Linked DNA regions of Sus scrofa: region 2 is linked to region 1. A link is a contact called in public HiChIP or PLAC-seq data. All regions are on one chromosome and are shown on one strand. Each heading gives the region's core, a stretch centred on a gene start, on an enhancer-like site or on the middle of the called end of the contact. The rest is flanking DNA. Distances are from core to core; before and after follow the strand shown.

Region 1 (4,024 bases), core at 950-3,449:
GTTAGAACGAAAGCAAAAGGGCATTTCAGGCACAGCGAAGAGCATAAGCTGAGCCTAGAGACAGGAAATAGGCTGGGGTCAGGGAAAGGACGAGCATACGGATGGGGAAAGGAAGTAGCTCTCCCTTGGAGGAATGTTGAAAGGGAAATAGATGAAGTGGCTGGGACATCCCCCCTGGAAGGCCCTGGTTTTCTCATCAAGGTCATTTTGGCAGAGAGACAGGGAAAGCTCCAGAAGAAGGATTACGCAGCTGCCTGGGGTTGCTAGACAACCAACAAGACACAGACGTAGGGACCTCAGAGCCACAAAAAGTCCAGCCAGGGTGAGTTTAGAGTGGGTGTATGGGTATGTTCTGGATCCAGGGCTTCTTAGGCGAAGTTTTACTTTTGGCTGGGTGGGGGCACTGACAGAGGGGATGGTTAGTAGGAGAAGGACACAACCCCTGAAACTGGTAGGCACTTAGTTTAAATTTGTTGGTTAATATTCATAAAACCCAATGAAACAGAGAAACAAGTATGGCCAGGAGTTCCCTGGTGGGTCAATGGGTTAGGGATCTGGTGTTATTGCTGTGGCTCAGGTCGTTGCTGTGGCGCGGATTCAATGCCTGTCCTGGGACCTTTCCCATGCCACAGGCGTGGCCAAAAAAAAAAAAAAAAAAAAAAAGGAAAAAGAAACAAGGATGGGAGTTTCCTTGTGGCGCAGTGGGTTAAGGACCTACCATTATCTCCACAACAGCTTGGGTTGCTGCTGTGGTGCGGGTTCAACCCCTGGCCTGGGGACTTCCATATGCCACAGGAACCACTGGGGAAAAAAAAAAAAAGAAACAAGTATGGCCAGAGGAGACCAGATGGGTAGAACGTGGAGCAGGGCAGGATGATTACATTACATCTGCCAACCTTCCAAATGCAGGCGTTCCCACCGTGGCTCAATGGTTAACGAACCTGACTAGTATCCATGAGGACACAGGTTCAATCCCTGGCCTTACTCAGTGGGTTAAGGATCTGGCATTGCTGTGAGCTGTGGTGCAGGTCGCAGACGCAGCTTGGATCCAGCGTTGCTGTGGTTGTGGTGCAGGCCAGCAGCTACTGCTCCGATTCAACCCACAGCCTAGGAACCTCCATATGCCGTGAGTGCAGCCCTAAAAAGACAACAACAACAATAATAATAACCTTCCGAACGCAGTCATATAAACCTTTTGGGATGATGTGAAAAGACATAAGGTACAGGAAATTGACTAGTTCAGTTCAGCAAACATTTACGGGGTACCAGGCTCCAAGCAAGGAGCTGTGGGGTCTGCCAGGATAAGCCCGCTGCCTTTAGGAGTTTAAACGCTTACAGAAACAGTCCTGTGGAAAGCATATTTACTTTGTAAAGTCAGCAATGGAGACACACAAAAAAGTACAGTGCTGTAGGGAGAATTTCAGTGACTCAAAGTCAGGGAAGGCTTTAGGGGAGGTCTTGTTTGAGGTAGGCCTTTAGCATGGGCGTGTATTTGAACATTGGCTTTATCGGTAAGAAAGAGCCTTCAAAGCACAGGGAGCCTCTTGGGCAAAGGAGCAATGGTGGGAGGGTCCCAGAGGTATTTACGAAATGATGGTAAATCTCTGTAGTTTGGGTTGTGGGGAGTTAAGCTGAGAAATGCATGTCTGGGACAACCTATGAGGGACTTTGCATTTCCGGTAGAGCGATGTGAATTTTTCTTTTGGCTAAGATAAACTGCAAATTTCTGTATGCAGGAAAGTGACGTGATTCTACCAGTCTTAGACAACTGGTAAACAGTTCAAACAGAAGATTAGGTACCCGACATGGCAACTTCTTGTCCAGCTGAGAAGAAAGAGAGATTATAATTACATAAACTCATTACTAAAAGGGGGAAGGGGCTTTTGCTTCCCAGGGCCAGCCATGACCTTCTTCCAATTTTATAAACAGACTAAAAGACAAAAAACAAAAACCCCAACTCTCCAGACTTAGATCTCTGGGAAAACAGAAGTAAATACTGACACAGGGTTGCTTTGTTTTCCCAAGAGAGGTCTCTCAGGCGATTTCTCTAATTATCTAGAAAAAAATTTTTAACTTGTTTTCCCTTTGGAGTTCGGCCGAGCTGAGGAGAAAACTGCAGTACTGTCTTAGATTCTCCAGCTTTGGTTTGGAAGCAGTATTCGTCCCTGAGGGACTCCCTCCAAGGTCTCTGAGCAAGGTGTCTCTAAGGATTTGTACCCAGCAACGAGGAGGGAGCTTAAAAGTAGGAGACACAGGAGCTCTGCAAAGGGCCTATTTTAAAAAGAAAGAAAGGCGGGGGGCAGGAGGTCTAGTCGACCTTTTTAGGATAACTCCGAGGGAAAACTAATCGAGAGGAAAGTCGCGCCTTCGCCTCTGGTAGAATCTCCGGATCAGAAGACGGCCGAGCGCAACGCACAAGGATGGATAGTGGCAGCGCGCTCTCACGCCGGCATCTCTTGGCACTTAATTCCGCCCGGCTCTCAGAGGGGCGGATGCAGCTACAGCCGAGCACTCCTCCTAACCAATAAGAAGCCAGAACTCCCCGCCCGTCTCTGATTTAGACCAATCAGGATCCAGGACTTTAGCTTGCGACCGGCGTCTCTGTTGTCTGAGAAGGAAAGCCGACCCCTAGGAGTTGCCAGTAACGGGCATGGCTGCAGTCCTTGGAGGAGGGGATGTGAAGTGAGGAGGGGGCAGGGAGGGGAGAGGACGCAGGCGAAGAAGGACACCCCGGGCCCTGGTAAGTACGTGAAGACCCGTGGCCCTGAAGCACGGAGAGCAAAGGGGCGTGGGGCTTGGCTTCCGCAGCTTCCGGATTCTTGGCTTAGCGGAGGGGAGTCTGGGGTCTGCACCCAGGGAATGGCCTCAGGGGATCCCTTAGGTGGAGGCCGTTGCCTCCAACTCTTGGCCATTTCCTTTCCCCAGATACTCACACCTACCCTCGGCCCTGGCTTGGCCCCTTGGGGGTCCTGCGTCAGACATCGAAGCCTCCCGCCAACAAAGACTCCCTGCCCCAGGATTGCTGTGGCTGGGCCCTGGCCCAGAGGGCTTCCGACGCTGGTGTCCAGTGTATTTATAGATCTCCGGGAGTCCCCATCCTGGCCCCAGTTCCGACGGTTGTTCCCCCTGCGCGCGCTCTCCTCTGCCGCCCGGGCCCTTGTGCTGATCGTGTCCCCTGTGTCCAGGTGGATGGAGCCGGAGGGGCTTTTCAACCTTCAGCAGTTTGGAGCGTGCCCTGCCTTTTTTTACGCCCTCTTCCGCCTTTCCAGAATGTTTAAAGACTCATTCGAAGCAACCAGGGGAATATTGTTTGCCACCCCATAAACTGATCTCTGTGCGGTGCTCTGTTCCTCTGCTGCTCACCGCTGAAGTCCTGTTCTTAGAATCCCTCGCGAGCGGTGGTACGAGTCCCTGCCAATGCCAGCAGCGAGGGAAACCCTGCTCTTTCATTGGTGTGTGACCACGGGCTGCTTTGGCGCGGGCATGGGTTTGGTCACGTGTTGCTACATCCCACCCTCTTTTTCGTGTGTGGCTCTTGGGGAAAAGTAAGAGGGAGCTCTGCCTTGAATCTGTTTTCCTTCTACTATGTGATTTTTGTGCCGGGGGGACGATGATCATTTTCTCATGCTTTATCCAAGACACTCGTTTCAGCGGCGGTGACAGTTCAGTTGACCCTGCATAGTCTTAGAAGATGGGCATCGGGAGGGAATTTTAACATTTTCTCTGTTACAGATGTGGAACCTAATAACTGTTGGGAGAGTTACAAAGGGCCAGGGCCACCAGGGGCCAGGACTGGAATTCTGAAGTTCAGAATTCTTGAGTTCTTTATCCGCCAGAGCTGGTTGTTTCCTTGGTGGAATTTAAGACAATCAAGTTCCCTGACTTCTCTCAGCTTCTTACAGGGTGGCTGTGAGCGTTAAAATGAGGTGGTACAGGAAATGAATCCAACTAGGAACCATGAGGTTGCGGGTTTGATCCCTTGCTCAATAGGTTAAGGATCCAGCGTTGCCATGAGCTATGGTGT
Region 2 (4,024 bases), core at 1,080-3,579, 150 kb before region 1:
ACATTGACTTTTTTTTTTTTTTTTTTTGGTCTTTTCTAGGGCTGCTCCCGTGGCATATGGAGGTTCCCAGGCTAGGGGTTGAATCGGAGCTGTAGCCACCAGCCTACACCACAGCTCATGGCAACGCCGGATCCTTAACCCACTGAGCAAGGCCAGGGATCGAACCCGCAACCTCATGGTTCCTAGTTGGATTCGTTGACCACTGCACCACGGCGGGAACGCCTAGATTGACCTTTTAATGAAAGCATGATTTCCCTTGTAGGTTCCTGGTATTATCTATGGATGGCTTGCTTGGGGTGCAGATTTTGGGGACTGTTTTTATAAAGGTGTGAAGAGGGGGCTGGCTACAAGGCATGGAACATGCCTTAAGAAAAGGCAGATGTTCTGTTATCTTGAAGATTTCAAAGGCATTTATCAGCAGCAGTCAACGCAACTTAATCAGTTGACAGGTAGCTGGACGGATGCTTGTGGAATGGTGAGAAGAAAATAAACAACTGTGGATTTTAAGAAATGTTTTTTACAAGCAAAAAAAAAAAAAAAAGATGGTGCTGCACTCCAAGCAATGATCTATTCGATTGGTACAGTTTAGAACTGTGAAGGTGGACAGAGGGTAAGAATGGAATCCTCTTAACACTACCCCAAATATCACTCTAAGAATCAGGAAAGGGTCAAAAGCCAGTCTCAGCTCTACAGATACCCTCCCCTACCCCCTCATCATTTCTACTCTTCCTCAGAAACAGATTTATGTCTCTTCTTTCCAACTATAACTCTAAACCTAGCCTATGAAACTCAGCTCAGGTCATTTAAATTACTCCAATGTCCTCATTAATATCTGTGAATGGAACCAATTCCAATGTGCTTATTATCTGGTTGGGTGGCTCTGGGCAAGTGAATTGACTAGAGTCAGGGTGTCCTCTTTTTGTGACACTGTGATAGTACCTGCTTGCTAGGATACTTGACAAATGAATTAAATGAATGTCTTTGGAGCACTCTTAGCTCCTTGGAGAACAGTTCCATATATACCGAAGACTTTGTGACCTCCCTGCAACTGCAGATTTCGCTCATGTAACCTAAGTTCAATCACCTGAACAGGGTTTTATTAAGTAAAGGCAGGCAAGGAGCTCCCGCTCTGGCACAATGGCATCAGTGGTGTCTTGGGAGCGGTGGGACACCGGTTGGATCCCCAGCACAGTGGGTTAAGGAACCGGTGTTGCCGCAGCTGTGGCTCTTGGCTGTGGCTCGTATCTGATCCCTGGCCTGGGATCCCCATGTGCCGCGGGTCGGCCAAAAAGAAAAAAAGAAAAGTCAGGCAATTGGAGGAAAGAGCCATCACCTCCAAGAGCCTGGAGGCTCTAGTAAATAACAGATCTCCGCACAAGGCACTGTCTAAGCATCTAGCCTGCTGCCTTATCACCCTGTTCAATTTGTCTTCACTGAAAGAGACCTCCAGGTGCCTCCTCTAACCCACAGATAAAATAATATTAACCCTTGAGCCAAATACTACCTGCTAGAGTTAAACCGTTATTTCTTTAACAGCAATATGCATTAGCAATCATAGCAATAGGCCGCTATAATTACAGCATCAGGCAGCGCCTCTCAGGTTTGCTCAGTATAGGTTATCAACGAAGGACTCCTTAAGATATGCAGGGCGGGGGTGGGGAACACAGCTTTCACCATATTTTGGTCACTGCAGGAAAAAGGTAAAGCCCTGTTTTCTCTCTCACTTTAGATTCTCACTTCAAACATTCAGCCTGCGCGAGGAGGTCACTTCTCCTCGAATACAGGTTCACAATTCTGAAGCTATGCTTGCTCATCGGCACCGCCGCTTCCGAAGCTTCAGCCCAAATCCGGAGCTTTTCCCTTGGTCAGGAAGGCGCAGGGGTTCCCAGAGTCAAAAGCCGCGCGCGTCCCCACCACAGCTGCCCCAAAGCGCCGGATGCCTGTCAGCCCGAAGCACTTGGCTGTAGCTTTCTCGAAGCCCAGGAGGCCCGGACCGGACCCGAGCTCACGCCGCGGCGCGCGGAAGCGGGAGCAGGCGCCGCAGCACAGGGTGCAGGAGCCCGGGCGTCCTGACGGGGAAGGGGCGTGATCGCGAGACGCTCCCAGAGCAGGCGATGCCTGCCGCAGCTGCCATGCAGCGCCACCGCGGGGCCCGGGGAAGGGGCAGAAGGGTGTGGAGAGGGGCGGCTCGGCGGCTTGAGGGCAGGCACAAGCGACCGGGGCTACTCACTCAGCCAGGACTCCAGGCTCTCCCCTTCCGCCTCCGCCATATTGCAGCCGCCCGGGCCGGCCCCGCGGCCTCAAACCTCGCGAGAACCTGCAAGAGCTGAGCTGGGGCGGGGCCTGCATAGGGCCCTGAGAAGAGAGAGCGCCGCCACCGAGGGTTGCGCCAGGCTGCGGCGAATAATGGGAGCGCGAATGTTTCCTTTTGACTCTTCACCTTAGACCCCGGTGTGAGAGACTCTTAAGGCCCCCATAGGGTGAAGCCCAGGTTTAGGAGCCTGTGCAGCCTTTCCCGGACTTCTGTCACCAGCTCAGGCGCACCGAGGGCAGTCTCTGTGGGGTCCTCGTGGCCAGCCAAGATGGCTGCCCCCGCGGTGAAGGCTGCGCGAGGGTGGTCGTGCTCGGCCTTGGGCGTGCGGATTGCCGTCCTCCGGTTTCCAGGGTGAGAGGGCAGCCTGTAGCTGGGAGGCCGTTTGGGTCTTCACGGAGAGACCTGCTGGAAAGGAAGAGGGGCCGTAGACAGGCCGCGCGGGAACCAGGGGGCTGGGATGTCCGGCTCCATGGCTCTTTAACCAGCAGGGTGATTTTGGGTCAGTCTGAAGACATAGTGACTTCCCGCCCGCTCGAGGGGTTCTAACTTAGCGCCGAAAGTGCGATCCTGTTAAAGAACGCAGAGCTGGGATTTTCTTTGTTGGAAGGGAGGGGGAGAGATGCATAGGCGGGGCGCCTATCCCGAGTTTCAGGCCCGTCCTTACCGTTGGCACTTCCTGGCCTGTTTGGGGGAAAGTTCTCCTCCTGCTTGGGACGGGAACCAGAATTATCGGGGTTCACCTTTGGCTAGCGGTCTCCGCGCCGCTCTCACTCGTCGGCGGATTGGCACCCTTGCCTATTGTTAAGTCAAGCTATTTCACTTGTGGAGTCAGCTTTTGCCCTCCTCTTCCTCTTCCCCGCCTCCAGGCTAACCCAGGTGAGGTGGAGCCGCTATGGTCCTGAATACAAGGATCCCCAGATTGACAAGGAATATTACCGCAAGCCGTTGGCGGAGCAGACGGAGGAGGAGAAGTATGAGCGGGATTTCAAGAAGACGCAACTTATCAAAGCCGCCCCCGCGACCAAAACAAGTTCTGTGTTTGAAGACCCGGTGATCAGGTTAGAAGGAAACAAAGTTTTTTTCCAAGGACCGGGACTTTACCAGGGAGGGTCTATAGTAAGGATTCCCTGACACGGCCTTGAGAGGCTAAACATGTTGCTTTTCTCCTTGAAGTAAATTCACCAACATGATGATGAAAGGAGGAAACAAAGTACTGGCCAGATCCCTCATGACACAGGTAAACAGTCCCTCTGCTTTTCCCCGTAGCTTTGTACTTGGCTCTTTCGTTTTAGCATGAAAAAAAAACGGATTCTGTAGCTGTCGTTGAAATTAACTTCCCTGTATGCATGTGTGGGAGTGGGGCTTTAATGAAGTCCTGCAGGAGTCAACAGCTACCATTCCTCATCCCCATATCCCAAATCTTAGCCCACTCTTTCTTTCCTGGTCCAGGGAAGAGGGAGACACTGAAGATCCTGGTTTCAGCAGTGCGGAGGGAGGAGCTGCACAGTTAGAGAACAACAGTGTGACGGGAGTAAAGGGCAAGATCCTAGCTCAGCTGGGAAGACCCTTTAGGGAGCCCGGGGCAGCCTCTTCCGTCGTCTCTCATTGCAGACACTGGAAGCTGTGAAGAGAAAGCAGTTTGCCAAGTACCACGCTGCCTCTGCTGAGGAACAAGCAACCATCGAACGCAACCCTTATACCATCTTCCAC

What was found. HiChIP or PLAC-seq counts read pairs in DNA pulled down with a chosen protein or histone mark.
Region 2: a contact with region 1 is called in an H3K27ac HiChIP or PLAC-seq map of alveolar macrophages. The contact joins the promoter of MRPS7 here to the promoter of TMEM94 in region 1. A contact is called at or near these places in 1 of 5 promoter capture datasets (fetal liver) and 2 of 2 datasets of contacts at active chromatin or transcription factors (alveolar macrophages and skeletal muscle).

The regions. Positions count from the first base shown.
Region 1 is chr12:5,903,964-5,907,987 of Sscrofa11.1, reverse strand. It overlaps TMEM94 (transmembrane protein 94), which reads left to right and starts at 2,199. Exons shown (of 32, transcript XM_021066635.1): 1 at 2,199-2,740.
Region 2 is chr12:6,053,974-6,057,997 of Sscrofa11.1, reverse strand. MRPS7 (28S ribosomal protein S7, mitochondrial) reads left to right here and starts at 2,329. Exons shown (of 5, transcript XM_003131206.5): 1 at 2,329-2,665; 2 at 3,181-3,372; 3 at 3,488-3,551; 4 at 3,926-4,024. The coding sequence starts at 2,583. It overlaps GGA3 (ADP-ribosylation factor-binding protein GGA3), which reads right to left. Exons shown (of 18, transcript XM_021066652.1): 2 at 2,231-3,935. The coding sequence starts at 2,270.